Linked DNA regions of Mus musculus: all the other regions are linked to region 1. The links are chromatin contacts, called in public promoter capture Hi-C maps. All regions are on one chromosome and are shown on one strand. Each heading gives the region's core, a stretch centred on a gene start, on an enhancer-like site or on the middle of the called end of the contact. The rest is flanking DNA. Distances are from core to core; before and after follow the strand shown.

Evidence for each region. Promoter capture Hi-C pulls out the DNA fragments that hold promoters and counts their contacts.
Region 2: a promoter capture Hi-C map of liver shows a contact between it and region 1, with 2.7 times the contacts expected there. The contact joins the promoter of Glra1 here to the promoter of Mfap3 in region 1. A contact is called at or near these places in 7 of 39 promoter capture datasets (3T3-L1-derived adipocytes, cranial neural crest, embryonic stem cells and 4 more) and 1 of 115 datasets of contacts at active chromatin or transcription factors (neural tube).
Region 3: a promoter capture Hi-C map of pre-B cells shows a contact between it and region 1, with 3 times the contacts expected there. The contact joins the promoter of Mrpl55 here to the promoter of Mfap3 in region 1. A contact is called at or near these places in 2 of 39 promoter capture datasets (hippocampal neurons and pre-B cells).
Region 4: a promoter capture Hi-C map of pre-B cells shows a contact between it and region 1, with 3 times the contacts expected there. The contact joins the promoter of Zfp39 here to the promoter of Mfap3 in region 1. A contact is called at or near these places in 2 of 39 promoter capture datasets (the 3T3-L1 cell line and pre-B cells) and 1 of 9 other capture datasets (liver).
Region 5: a contact with region 1 is called in a promoter capture Hi-C map of embryonic stem cells, with 3 times the contacts expected there. The contact joins the promoter of Trim58 here to the promoter of Mfap3 in region 1. A contact is called at or near these places in 2 of 39 promoter capture datasets (the C10 cell line and embryonic stem cells).

What each region holds. Positions count from the first base shown.
Region 1 is chr11:57,517,272-57,520,158 of GRCm38.p6, reverse strand. Mfap3 (microfibrillar-associated protein 3) reads right to left here and starts at 1,494. Exons shown (of 3, transcript NM_180599.1): 1 at 1,447-1,494. Fam114a2 (family with sequence similarity 114, member A2) reads left to right here and starts at 1,515. Exons shown (of 14, transcript NM_026342.3): 1 at 1,515-1,586.
Region 2 is chr11:55,606,806-55,609,692 of GRCm38.p6, reverse strand. It overlaps Glra1 (glycine receptor, alpha 1 subunit), which reads left to right and starts at 1,495. Exons shown (of 9, transcript NM_020492.4): 1 at 1,495-2,015. The coding sequence starts at 1,960.
Region 3 is chr11:59,201,036-59,203,922 of GRCm38.p6, reverse strand. It overlaps Mrpl55 (mitochondrial ribosomal protein L55), which reads right to left and starts at 1,437. Exons shown (of 4, transcript NM_001302336.2): 1 at 1,264-1,437. It overlaps 2610507I01Rik (RIKEN cDNA 2610507I01 gene), which reads left to right and starts at 1,492. Exons shown (of 3, transcript NR_037964.1): 1 at 1,492-1,799; 2 at 2,344-2,430.
Region 4 is chr11:58,902,686-58,905,572 of GRCm38.p6, reverse strand. Zfp39 (zinc finger protein 39) reads left to right here and starts at 1,348. Exons shown (of 5, transcript NM_011758.2): 1 at 1,348-1,458; 2 at 2,666-2,830. The coding sequence starts at 1,456. Gm12257 (a long non-coding RNA gene) reads right to left here and starts at 1,227. Exons shown (of 4, transcript XR_879896.2): 1 at 1,058-1,227; 2 at 78-284.
Region 5 is chr11:58,638,938-58,641,824 of GRCm38.p6, reverse strand. It overlaps Trim58 (tripartite motif-containing 58), which reads right to left and starts at 1,360. Exons shown (of 6, transcript NM_001039047.1): 1 at 941-1,360. The coding sequence starts at 1,357.

The DNA of each region.
Region 1 (2,887 bases), core at 245-2,744:
TCGAATTTGCACTCCAAGGTAAACTTGAGCTCCCCTCCTGCCTGTACCTCCATCTGCTAAATGCTGGGATCACAGACCTGTGCCAGTACTTCACCTGGAAAATAATCTTTATAGAAATGTCAGTTATCATTTAGTGACTTACCATTTTAAAGCTACTTCTTTTTTTGAGAGTAGTTTTGATTTCTTAAATGGAATGTACTGGCAGTAGTAATCTATTTAAACAAAACTCTTCAAAATTCTTGGTAAGTTTAAGTGCAATGGACTCTAAGACCAAAATTTTTCAGAATTGTCACTATAATACTAATGGCAACATGTAAAAGACAAGACAGTTACTAGTGGCCCAAGATACATTCCTATACATTTTTCCTTTACAAAAGAAAACCAGAAGAAATCTTTTTTCTGGTTTATTTGTTGGACCAGACGTTTTTGTTTGTGACAGGATGTGGTTACTTAGCTCTGGCTGGCCTAGAGTTCACAATGTAGCCAAGGCTAGCCTTGAACTTGCAAATCTTCAAAGGAACAGGCATTTAGTAAGGTCGTAGAGAATATCAGCATACGGAAATGTAAAGAATTACTATTGAAAGTAAAGTCAAACATTTGAAGGGTTTTAGGAAGTGGCAGTTACATCTGAACACTGATGTAAGGGATTGAACAGAGGAGGGGAATCTGTTCCTTTTTTTTTTTTTTTTTTTTTTTTTTTTTTTTTGTGCTCAGGATCAAACCCAGGGTCTTGCACATGACAGGCAAACGCACTCCCACTTAGCTATACACCAACACAACACAACAGCGAGACACTCGAAAGCAAGTCTTTAGGGTTTCAGGTGCCCCCCCCACCCCATATTTTAACACAATTTTGCTTAATGTCTTCTTGGATAAACTGCCCAGGGACAAATGAAGCGATGCACTGCACATCTAAAATTACAAATCAAAAGCATATCACTCTCCTGCTTAGAAACTATCAATTACTTCCCATCGAGTTCCAAATTTTAAGTCAAACGCCTGGTCACCGACCTCACAAAGACCCAGTGCCCAAGTTCTCCGCCCCCCCCCCCCCCCCCCGTCTCCCTTTACTATTTATTCAAAACCTCTACTCCTCCTCCCTACAGGCAGGCTTCCCCCTTCTCACTTCCTCACTCAGTTCCGTTCCATCACCGCATTTAAACTTGGACGAAAGCACTTAACTACCCCCTCAGATTCCGTTGTTTTGATGGTGGTGGTCTCCCTTCCTCACCACCTTTGCAGTGAGCTGAGAGCAGGGCCCGCCCTGAATTCCCAGTTTGTGTCCCGGATCGTCGCTGGCCCTCGAGTATTCTGGAAATACCTCATGGCGGAACCCCGACACCCACACCCAGCCTTCACGGAGGGCGGACATCCTGGCATCCCCCGTGTCCAGCTTCAAGCATCCTTTACCTCTCAGGAAGCCACCGGAGCAGCGGATTCACTCACCTCTCTGCAGTCAGCGCCTTCCGCCCTAGAGGATGCTTGACCCGGAAGTACTCCTCGACGGCGACCCCGCCTCCGCGCTGAGGTCAGGAGTACTTCCGCGACGGTCGGGTCGGATCGGCGAGCGAGCGGCGGTGGCCGCGGTGAGGGGCGGTGTCGGGGTTGTGGGGCTTCCGGGTGAGGGCGGCGAAGGCTGGGGGGTCTCGGGGTCACGGGTTGAGGGGCTGCAACGCTTCCAGCCATGTTTGGTGGGCTTGCCGGCCGAAGGGCTGGAGAGCTTGTTTACCTGAGGCCTGGGGGTGGGACCTGCGTGCGGACGTGCGGAGACGAGAGACCCGCCACGTTAGCTGGGGAGTCGCCGCAGCCTGCAGCTGGGGCTCCCTGTCGCACGGACCGGCGGCAGCGCTGACCCCAGGCTCGGCTTCCAGCTAGTCAGCCACGCCAGCCACGCCGCCTCCGGGTAAAGGCGATGGTCACGCGTGTGCTCTGGGCATATTTGTGTCTCGACTGTGAGGCGCCTTGTTTGACTTCTCCAGTCACCTGGATTGTTCTCCTCCAATCAGGAAAAACCATACCCGGAAAACATTAAATAGTACAATTCCGTATGTCTGGTATGTGTTTAATCTTACTTATAGGAACGGTGGAGAGGGACATCACCACTCACGAATCTTGTCTCCTGACTCAGCCTAAACTCTTGGCACGTCCTCGATGCTTATTAAAATCTCTATTGTGCAAGTGAAATAATAGGGACAGCTGGAGTTTACTAATCGGAATGTTCTAGTTTCATAAAATTTAAATGAACGTATGCAATATGTGCGTTCTATTTGCTTACATAGAGCAAATCGAGAGACTATATATTATATGTTGTAACTCGGAGAAAGAAGAAAAAGGTAGCTCTAAAACAGTGTCTATACAGCTGCAAGAACACCTTCTGAACTTTGGGCAAGCATGTCGGTGTCTTTTTGTTAGATCAGCCTTTGGACTGACAGGGGCAGAAATTGCCTTACATATCTTCTCTGTCTCCAGAACTGGGTCCATATGCAAAAGGTTCTTGCCATGAATAAGTTAAACGAGTTATTTTTCTATTTTTCTGAGTTAGTTTGCATGGCAATTGGTACTTGTGTATGGAATTTTTTTTTTCTATGAGTTTTTGGGACAGTTTAATATATGCATATCGTGTACCCATAGAGTCTAGGCAACACCTTTTTTTTTTTTTTTTTTCACGTGGAAGAGGTTTTATTGGGAGGGAGAGACAAGATGGCAGCAGAAAAAGAAGAGGAGAGGAGGGAGAACACTAGGCAGCATATTCTTGGTCTACCTTTCTAGCCTGTCACCCTTGCTTCTTCCCTAATAGAGACATGACTCTAGGGGATTATATCATGGCTCCCTGACCTTTCTTCTGTGCTGTCTCCATACCCTTTGTTTGTTTACCTTCCTGTTGCTG
Region 2 (2,887 bases), core at 246-2,745, 1.9 Mb after region 1:
AGAGTCAGGCAGGTCAGCTCTCCCTTAACCCTAGAAACTTTAAAAAAAAAATCCTGAATTTCCCGACCACAGTAATCCTGGAAAGAGACTTACTCTATCTACCAGACCTTTTTTTTTTTTTTTAAGTCTTCTGGGCTCAAATATTATACCTTCAGTGCTTCAACAAAATTGAGGGACCTTGTTCCATTGACCCTTTTAAAATGGAAACAGGTGCAGCAGCTCTCCACGGTCAAACATTAGGCAGAGCTTGGGAAGTCCTGTGGAAGACTATAAGGAAATTTTGAGGGAGCCAGAGGAGTCAAGGACACCACAAGAAAACCTAGAGAGTCAACTCACCTGGGCCTGTGGAGGTTCACAAAGACTGAACCACCAACCAAAGAGCATGCATGGGCTGGTCCTAGGCCCTCAACACATGTAGCAGATGTGAAGCTTGGTTCCATGTGGATCCCTGAACAATTGGAGCAGCAGGAACTGTCTCTGACTCCATTCCCTGCCTTCCCCTAACTGGGCTGCCTTATCTGGCCTCAGTAGGAGAGGATGCTCTTAGTCCTGCTGTGACTTGATAGGTCAGGGCCAGCTGGTACCCACAAGGGGCATTCCTTTCTCTGAGGAGGGGGTGTGAGAGTGGGACTTGGAGGAGAGGAAGAAGAGGGGCTGCAATTGGGATGTAAAATGAATAAACGAATTAATGAAAAAAATGATAAACTGAGTCTGCCTGAGCACATCTGGACTGAGGCTCATGGTGTTTTACTTACATACAGCTATTTTTTAAAAAATCATGGTAAGGATTTTGAAAGACTTAAAAGATAAATTCCATGACCTCTCTGGAGCGACAGAAGACCTGAAAAGACCCTGAGGCCTGGGAAGTGCATGAGGCTGGTCTCTGCCAGCACTCCAAGGGTTAAACTCAAGCCAGAGCCTAACGTGCAATTGGCCGAACCTGGAGAGAAGATATGGTTTTCGCAGCTGCGGGCCAATGAACACTCCGAGTGGGAGGGTTTGAAGCTTCTAAGGAGTTTTTCCCCCCATTTTCCCCTCTCCACCCCCTCCCGTCGGTCCTCGCCCCCACCATCCTCTACGCCGCCAGTTTGTTAAATTAATGCAGTAAGAAAGTCTGAAGATCTGAGGGAGTCTGGCCAGAAGAAGATGGGCGAGCTTAGAAATTGGAGATGCCTGTGAAAGCTTGGGTTCTTGAGCCCTGCTGGGAAGCCATGGACCCCAGCAGCCCCTGAAAGTTGTGGTGGGCTCTCTTGCTCCTGCAGCCCCAAGCAATGGGACACCTTTCTTGCAGCGATCCCAACTTATTCGTCGGGGACCAGAGAACACGGACTGCAAGGCGGCAGCAGACAGGAACGGAGGCAGGGGAACGAGATTCCGGGACTCGGTCGCGATGCGCCAGCCTGGCACACTCTCCGACATCTAACTGAAGCCAGCACCGTCACCTGCTCCACCCCCCCCCCCAACCCCTAAAACCCCTCGGGCCAGCCCAGGGCCAGAAAGAAGATGCCAGCCGGGTCTAAGGGTCTGAGGCCAGGGCTCTGATCCCCACGGATTTCTTCCTTTCATGGAGCTGGCCATCTCGACAGGAAAATAAGGGTAAAAATAAAGAAGAAGAAGAGTAAAGAAAGAAAGAAAAGAAGAAAATATACCCACCCCCAAACGTGCCTCCCAGCGCCGCAGGGAGCCTCCAGCGAGTAGAGCTTCAGCCGCGCTCTTCCCGCCCGCAGCCGGGCTGGACGCTCTCCGTGGTGCTGAACCTGCACGACTGCCGCTGTCCGCGGTACCTTAGCTGCCTGGCTGCAATTCTCCCCCGGCTCTGACACCTCGTCCCTCTACTCCCTGCCCCCTTAAACATCTGGATTATTATCCCCAGTGGCGCTCTCTGGCTTCGTAAGTGCCCATCGAAAACATTTTTGCACCCCCATAACTCGTGGACTTTACAGCACTAGAATCTGGAAGATGTACAGCTTCAATACTCTGCGATTCTACCTTTGGGAGACCATTGTATTCTTCAGGTACGCGATTTTCTATACTGACCACTATCCTTATGGTGCAATAGGGGTTCAGGAGGAGTAGGGAGGCTGACTCTGCCGCGGCTTCATCAATTGGGGAGGGGGTGCTGTGTGCTGAAGGCCCTTCCATCCCTCTCCTTCCCCCACCCCCCACCCGCAGGGTGTCTGGCTGGTGCGTGTAGGTCCCAGACAGTGGCTGCTCCTGGTTGCTCCGGCAGCGGTTTGCCTGTTCTTTGCAGTCTGTCTGCTTACTGCACTCCCCGCAAAATTGGGGCCCCAGCCCCCTAGCCCCTCTGCTCGTTACCCTTCACTCGACTGAGGACTTAAGGGGAAGCTTTGTGAGTTTTTTAGTTTAATTGGGACCGCATTCTCTCAAACCGCAGTGCTGGAAACCCCGGGTCTCCCGTCTGGGAGCGAAGTGACAACTAGCGGTGACGCGGAAGGTTGCAGTTGGACTGGCTGGGCACAAAACAGCATTCTGTCTCTCTTTTTGTTGTTTTGCTTCGGGGTCAGGGGTTTCTGTAGTTTGGAGCTGGGAAAAAACGCAGTTATGACCGCAGCTTACAAAGCCCTAACTTAAATGCAGATCAGGCCTATTTAATAATAGATGCTAGAAAATATTTTCCTTTTATAACTTTGACTCCCTCCTCCCTGATACACGCTTCTTTCCAAACTCTGTTACAACAGACCCTCCGCTACTCCAAAGGGCAGTTCTTCTTTATGAATGGATGCCTATATCTGCTGCCATAACTAGGCTCCCCACGCCCACCCACTGACTCCTAATTCTCTGCTTACAGACTTGGCATTCTTGTCTTAGTCCAAGTGAAAAGTGAAAAATTACATCTTTAGGAAGTATTGAAACAGATAGGCCTTTC
Region 3 (2,887 bases), core at 188-2,687, 1.7 Mb before region 1:
GGAGGTCAGGAATTCAAGGATATCTTGTTAAACAGGGAGTTAAAGGTTAGGCTGTCTTACTTGAGACTGTCTCAAAAAAACAAAACAAAACAAAAAAAATCTAAGAAAACTGAAGTGAGGGCTTGTGAGATGGCTCAGGGGTTGGGAGCACTGACTGCTCTTCCAGAGGTCCTGAGTTCAATTCCCAGCAACCACATGGTGGCTCACAACCATCCGTAATGAGATCTGATGCCCTCTTCTGTGGAGTCTGAAGACAGCTACAGTGTACTTACAAATAATAAATAAATTAATTAATTAAAAAAAAACAAAACTGAAGTGAACCTAAGGGTTTACAAACACCATATAACCGTTTTTTTCACCTGTTTTGTTTAGAAAACAAAAAACCCTTATGTTCAATACAGACTCAATTTAAAAAAAGTTATCTTCAATATGTGGTTTGGATTCTTCAATAAAGAAGATTGGGTGTAGGCCAGGCATGGTGGCGCATGCCTTTAATCCCAGCACTTGGGAGGCAGAGGCAGGTGGATTTCTGAGTTCGAGGCCAGCCTGGTCTACAGAGTGAGTTCCAGGACAGCCAGAGCTATACAGAGAAACCCTGTCTTGAAAAATCAAAAAAAAAAAAAAAAAAAAAAAAGAGATTGGGTGTGTGTCACTTGCCAGTTTATCCTACTAGCCCTCTGGCCTCAGATTAGAAAGTCCTTTTGGAGGCTTTTTACAGCAGCTACCAGGGTTCTATCCTTAAAAGACTGAGGCAGTTTTCAATGGGACAGAGGCCCACCCAATTCCAGAAGTTTATGGAACCACAACCCTCTTGTGCGGGGTAAGTGTGGAGTGCTTGGTTCACTTTCTTTTTAACATCCTTTTAGTTTCCATAGCAATACTGTGAGAAGACTATTATAAACTCCGCTTACAAACGGGAAAAGAAGCTACTTTCAATGCCAGAAGTGGTCCGGCAGGTAGAAGTAGAGCGTCCCACACTCAGCAAGATAGAACCTGTGGGCGTGCGCAGAGATTAGAAAGTTCCCACCTAAGGAGGGAACCGCAGGGTAGGGTACCACTGCCTCGAAAGAGGTGATCCCGCTGGTCAATGTCCCAAGTTCGGGTCCTTATCCTCTCTAGCCACGTCGACTAGACCCGGGGTCGTCTGTGCAGACGTCCCCTCCCATTTTATCCACCCGACGCGCAAGTCGCTCTCCCATTTACCCCTCAGTGTTGGGGCCGGTTGCTGCCGGCACCCAAGAAACGCCAACCTGCAGCCGCTACCTTAGCGTGGGAGAGACCTCGTAGACCCGCCGTGCAGAACTTTACTCGATAGGTGGGAAACTGAGGCCGAGCCACGCAGGGCCACACAGGGAACCCGTCCCGTCACTGTAGATGATAATCCTTCACCATAACCCAGATGTCCTGAAGGCGCCCGCGGCGCGCGGTGATGACGCCACGGAGCGCAGGGCGGCCGTCCCCATTAAGGGCGGAGTAAGGCCAGGTGGGCGTGGTTGGAGCCAGCTCTCGTGGTGGGGTGGGGGTGGGGTTTCTGGTTAGTTGTCCAGGTTCTGGCGTCGCTGCGGGTGGCGAAACTGAAGTAGGCTAGGTCGACGGACTACCCAAGGCCAGAGAGTGTGGGCGGGAGGCCGTCGGAATTCTGTGACTTTCTGGGGTGCAGGCAGCACAACGCTGTGCAGTGCCTGGACGGAAGCCAGACAGCATTGCTATGCACCGCTGGGCGGTCCCTAAGTTTCCATGCCTGGTTGTTCTCAAGGTTTGCTCCGGATCTGATAGTCGCCCGTGACCCCTTTCCGCAGGTACATGGCTTGTCTTGGGTTCGCGGTGGAACATCCAAGTGCCAAGTTGGGTTGGCAAAACAGCTAAGGTGAAGGAGTTGGAGTCACTCGTGAGGAATATCTTTAGAGAACAGTCGGCTCTTCAGAACCAAAGAGCACAGGACTTTCAAGGACCCCACTAGTGTCTCGTGAGTGGTCCTGAAGCTCTCCGCCGTTTTGAGCTTATGGCAGCGGTTTATTGTAAGCCCTGGAGGTGCGCTGCTGTGCAAGCTGCAGGACTCTCCACAAAGTTTCTCAGGATGACTACACAAACTTACTTATGTGCTGCCTTTAGAGGACGTTGCCACATTTCGCCCCTGGCGACATTGTGGCAGATCTTTTTCCTTCCCCATTTCTGCTTTTTCCTGAGTTACTTGTCTTTTACCATCGTCCCTCTTGGGTTGCACTGATCAATTTAGTTCCCTGTCTCCTCCTAGGGCTATCCAGCATGTAGTCGGGGGTCTACAAGGGACACAAGGAGAAGTGGGTTTGTTTGTTTGTTTGTTGCTTTTTTGTTTTTTTGCAGCCTGGCAGCCAGCCTCTGGAGCTCATCTCACATAATGGCCTGCAAATGTCGTTATCAGGCACCAGAAAGCAGGGAACTCTTGCGACGGTAAGCTGGTGCCTATAGAATTTCCGAAGAGGACTCTCTAGCCACCTTACAAAGTCAGGTGATCTATCAGCCAGTGAGCTCTGGCAAAGGCTGAGGAGTGGCATTGGCATTGTCTGAAGGAAGGGCTGGTAAACTTTTCTGCTTCTCTTGTAAGCAGTCCTCTTGTTGAGTCGTCCTGTCAGGGCAGATGGCAGGGAGTCCTCTGGGTGCTGCTGAAAGTGATGTATTAGGTCAGCGAGTTCCAGCAGAGGGTACTCAGTTTGGGGGACAGGTGATGGGGGCATCACACACCTGGTGGTGGGTTTGCTTTGAGTCTATGAGGCTCTGAGACCTCAGATGTGTCTTCCTTTCTCCACTGAATCGATCACTAAGTCTTGAGACTCATTTTCACTGTTTGAGGTTCTGTCTGTTGTCCCAGTTAAGGGGACCGGAAATATCTTCGAATACAGTGATAATA
Region 4 (2,887 bases), core at 99-2,598, 1.4 Mb before region 1:
AGAGGGGCGCCAAATAACTCAATAGCCACTTCCGCAGACTCAGGGAAGTGTTTGAACTGACCGAATGGGAAATTTACCTAATGCCGCTGGTGGATGGGGCCTGGGGGGCTGAGAGGGGAGGCGCTGAGCTATCCGTGAGTCAGAACGCCAGTCTGCTGCAGATGGACTGGAGGTGAAGGATGGGTCCCAATATGGCTCAGACCCCAAGGGGGTGCACAGACAGGAGGAGGAGCCTCTTCAGGTCAGGACACCATAAATGTTACAGTTCCGAGGGGAAAAGTGTCCTGGCAGATGGGAGCCAAAGAACAGCACAAAGTCACACCACACAACAAACCTCACAACAAGAGATTTATTCGGACAAAACACAAGTAGGTAGCTGCCTCTGCTCTGGAAAGAAGTAGCAAGGAGCAACGGAGCTGGAGGTGGACTTTTTAAGGGGTTTCTTGGGGAAGGGGGCGGGCACAGAGCTTTCCAGGATGAGGATTGGTGGGATTTGAAGTCCGGATCTTGGGGCAAGCTCAGGGGTTGGTGAGATTTGAAGTTCTGAGCTTAAGGGTTTTTTTTTTTTTTCTTATGGGGCGGAGCTTAACCTGCAGTTTTGGCCTATAGAACGTTTTGTAGGTGGAGCCTAGTGGTTGGAGGGCCTCAGGGGCAGGGCCTGGCCACTGGGTGCTCTTTGAGGGGCTTATATTTCCTATTAATACAGTCAGATTAATTTTTCAATGTGAATTCCAGGAAAATTTAAATGACAATGTGTGTCACATTTTATTTGTACTTGACATTCTCGTTAACAGATAGTTTCTATTTGATTTCTGTCAGCTTCTCTATTCAAAAGTTCTGGGGCCAAAGATCAAAGACAAAACACACACACACACACACACACACACACACACACATACATACACAAGAAAACGTTATTTGAAATTTAAAAATAATTGTCATCGTTTTCTTTACATTTGTGAATAATATATTCCTATGTACAGTTCATAATTCACATGACATAATTCACATAATGAACTAAATGCTAATCTCGTCATCCACCTGGAGTGAGCTTTACCTTCGGACAAGGGGAGCATAGCGGTCAACTCATGTAATCTCAGCGCTTTGGAGCCCAGGCAGAGGGACTGCCATGAGTTCGAGGCCAGCGTGGGTTTGTCTTGAAAAACAAAATACAAAACAAAACTGAAAATATTTCGCAGCAGCCACTTTTTGGGGTAGTCTGCCTTTCTCAAGTCATCGATTGGTGCTATCTGTGGCCAATCAAGGCACGATGATGGGGCGGGGACTGAGGGGCGGTCCAATCAGGAGCGCAGCCCGGGCACAGGGGCGGGCCTTGGCGGGTTCGCTAGTTCGCGGGGGCTTTGTCTCGCGCCATCTTTACATTTGATCGGTCAGTTGAGCTGGGGTGTCCGGGTGCCTCAGGCCAGTCAGCTGCCGGAGGCGGACGGGGGCGCCATGGTGAGTGCTGCCCGCAGGAACCGGCAGGGTTCCGGTTTCCTCCGCTTTGCCCTGTGCAGGCGGTTCGGCTCTGCGAGGCCTATGCAGGGCTGAGCCCACAGGCTGTCTCCCTAGGTCTTGACGTGGCTGAGCCGCCACACTCCCTGACTCTGCAGGGACACTTGTCCTCAGCCGCACTCTTCTCTTGGTCCAGACTCCGGTGCCACAGCTGCTGTGTCCGGTGTCTCACTGTCAAGCAGTGACAGCCCTGGATGCTGGAGCAGCCTGAGGTGTGGCGTGAGCCTGGGCTGGGGCATCTCCTGGCCTCCGCATTATCAGCAAGGCTCTTACTGTACTGGCTTGTGTGGAGAGTGTAGTGAGAGAGCACGTGCAGCGTCTCTCTCTTCCACACTGGATTCACGTCCTTTGCCGTAATGATGTATCTGCTCCCTATGGCTCTGGAGACACCTATTTGTGAAGTGTATGTACTTGGTAACCAACTGTCAGCTCGATGGGATTGACTGCTGCCTACATTAAAAACACACTCTTGGCTGTGTGAGGGCCGTTCCAAAGGTGACATTCCAATGACTCTGGCCTCATGAGTAGATTAACCCCTGCATTACTGGTGGGGCAGAGTTGTAGGAAGTTAGTCCTAAGTGTGGCTGTGGGTATCAAAAGAATCTGTGCCCTTCTTTACAATGGGGCACAGAAAAATTTCAAACTCCATTTAAAATCCCCATTTCCCCTAACATCGTAAAATCTCAAATAGAACTCAAAACAGTTAGTAGAACAAGTCAGAATTCCTGCCTCTTTGACTGGTCTGTAGCTATAATTTACATTATATACCACGGAATCTATAAGTTTCAAGTTGATACTCTTGGAAGTGTCTTTCTAATACTATGTCATGTGGAAGGAAGAAACTTAAGTTTTTATAAATACTGTAAATGGTATAGCAAAGCTTGTGTCAGTACTTGGTGTGTTGTGATATTGTCTAACAATTGTTTTGAAGCATTTTCCAGCATTTACTTTTATGACAGCAGAAAGTTTGAATTGTGTACTGGGGGCACTGCATTTGCCAAGAGCACAAGATGACAGTGACTCCTTTGCTGGAGACGAGAGTGGGGTGTTGTTCCTTTGAATTTTGCTTTAGTTCATGTGTGGTTGCAGTGTGTCCGGCACAGAGGTGGCTCTAAGTCACTCACATGGCATCTCCAACATTGCTTTATAGAGGAACTTGCAGCCTGACAGTGTGGAGAACTCCTTGAGTCAACTCCCCAGTCGATGTCTTGAAACTAGAAAGCGTAAGAGAAGCTACAAGAAGAGGCCAGTCACCTACAGTTACTGGAGACGGACCCAGCGGAATAGAGCAAGAAAACACAAGGCACCAGTAAAGGTAAATGGGGAACTAGAGAAGGTCATGTATGTGCGTGTTATCTTCCTTATTCCCTTG
Region 5 (2,887 bases), core at 111-2,610, 1.1 Mb before region 1:
CAGGGCAGATTCCACTGGGTCTGTGTGGTTAGGATAAGAGCTGAGCACAGTTTGCACAGGGCCCTAGGCAGCTGCAGCTGATTGGCCCAGAGGTCTAGACGATGTTTATTTGGCATTTAATCGAGGAAAACAAAAGCCCTACAGAATATTTGTAGAAAACAGTATCAGAAATGTATCGCTAGCCAAGGTCTGTGTGACATTTTCAGGACTTAAGCAGGTGGGATCATAATTTTTAAATCTGATTAGGAAATAACTGGTGCCCAAATTTTTACCAAGTTGAGGAAAGCAAGTGGTAAAATCAAGAGAGATTTTTCAACGAGTTGAGGAAAACACCTAATTTATAATTTTAGAGAAAATCAACCCAGCAAACATCTTAAGAAAGTTAGTGCTCTGTGCAACTCCGTGGTCAAGCTTGTCAAGGAAGGAAAACCACGCTGGTGTCCCTTGTGCTGGTTGTTCCGGAAGATGGAAACGTAAATGTTCTTAAAATGTGTCCAGCAACTTCAGAGGAAGATGAGTGAGCAAAGCAGCCTTCTGCCAATGCCCAGATAACACACACAGAGGCAAGAAGCAGTAGGAAACCCCTCCGAGTCTGTGCTCAGCAAAGGGAGTTTCCCACGTGCTACACCAGAGGCCCATTATAGTAGGAGGCAGGATTTAGCCTATGCCCAACCCCGGGGTTCCCAGGGGCGAAAGCCACCCCAGCTTCGGGGAATGTGAGCCAGTAAGAACGGGGAACGGGGAACGGGAACGGGGAACGGGGGCAGGGGGTGGGGGTTGGAGAGGGGAAGACCAGAGAAGGAAAGAGCTTGGGAGTTAATAGTTACTACTTATACAATAGCACCATTTGGCTCTGTATGGTACATGTCCCTTCACATTCCAAGGTCATCAGCCTCAGTGTTTTCCCTATTTCCACACGGGAACCTGAGCTGAGGCTCACCTGGTAGCGGCTGGCAGCCTCCTGCAGCGTCTCTGTGCGGTGGCTCCGGTGCTCAGGGCTGGTATCGCAGACCCAGCACAGCATCGTCTGGTCCTCTTCACAGAAGTGGCTCAGGTCCTCACCGTGCCTCGCACACTGACGCGACCCCGCGTGTCCCGTGCCCAGCCCCAGCTGCCGCACGCTGTCCACCAGGCTGGCCAGCTGCCGGTTGGGTCTGAAGCTGGCGGGCCTGAAGGGACCCCTGCACTGGGGACAGGCGTAGACGCCCTGAGCGCTGTCCGACTTCTCGCAGAACTCCGAGATGCACCGCAGACAGAAACTGTGGCCGCAGTCCACGCTGATGGGCTCCTGCAGGAAGTCCAGGCACACGGAGCACCGCGCCTCCTCCTGCAGTCGCTCCCCGGGTGCCGTGGCCATGGCCTTAGCTTGTGGCAGCAGCTCCTATTACCCTAGCGGTCTGCATAGAAGGAAGGAAACCCAAAAGCAGGGGAACAGGCCCTGAGGGTTTTATCGCCTGGGCTGGCCCGGATCCAGCAGCCAAAAAGAGCCACTCCTGGTGACAGCAACAAGTCCAATGACTGTCACCTCTTCAGAAACCCAGCAGCTCCTCTTCTGGTTTTTTGTTTTTTGTTTTTTTTTTTTTTTCCTATTCTTTCCTTCCCTATCTTTATTTTGAGTCTAATATAATGCAGCTTTTACGCCACCCTAACTCACATTTAGAGGCTATTGAAGCTTGCAGCATGATTTTGTAGTATGGGTGGAACCCAGCGCTTCACACAAGCCAAGCAAGTTCTACCACTGAGGAACACCCCCAGTCTCTTATTTTGGGATGGGAGATCTACCAATTTTGCCTAGGCTGGCCTTGAATTCACCTGTAGTCCAGGCTGTCTTTGAACTCACTCTGACACCTAGTCTGACTTGGAACACCCTATTCCTGGCTCAGCATCCCAAATAGCTGGAATGATAGGACTATACCATCAAGACCAACAAAGTTGCCTTCCCCAGTAATATTTATTTATTTATTTATTTATTTATTTATTTATTTATTTATTGCCCATAAGATGGCAAAGATGCTTGCCACTAAACCTGACCTGAATTTGACTCTCCAGACTCACATGGTTGAAAGAAATCTAACTGGCAAAAGTTGTTGTCTGGCTTCCATGTTGGAGTGGCAGCACACACACACACACACACACACACACACACACACACACACACACACTCACTCACTCACACAACCCACACAGGAAAAACCTCAAATGTAAGATTAACAAAAGTTCCCGGAATTTCCTGAAGCATGCAGACTTAGGGTTAGCTCTTGAGTCTATCTGTGCATATTACACATGAAGTTGGCTGGGGGTAGTTGCCCTGCTAGTAGGACAAAATCAGAAATAAGCCTGCCTCTTAGGAGTCCCTCATGCCACATCAGCCAATGTGGGGCACGCCTGCCCTCTTCCCCCACTATTACTGAATGGTACCATGAACTTCTGTTGTAATCACAAAAACAAAAACAAAAACAAAAAACACCCTTGGAAAAAATACTTATTTTTTCCTCAGTCTTTCTTTCTTGAGATTTTCTACTTTCAGAAATAAACTACCATACCACTGGAAGGACAGATGCGAGGATGACGTGTGTGGTAATGGCAGGTGGGCAGCCCAGCATGGATGAGAACAGTATAATAGGTGCCCTCCTGCCCGAGGAGGCCAGAGAGGGCACAGGATCCCCTGGAGCTAGAGTTTCAGATGCGTGTGAGCCACCTGCCATGGGTGTCAGGAACAGAACTCAGCCCTTCTGCAGGAGCAGCGAGTCCTCTTTGACCACCGAGTCACCTCTCCAGCCTCTGAAAGGAACAATTTCCAGTCCAGCCCATGAAAACTGCACTTGTTGACACAGGGAGGCTGAGGCGATTATGTAGGAGTAAGTTGATTTCATTGAAGATGTGTTGT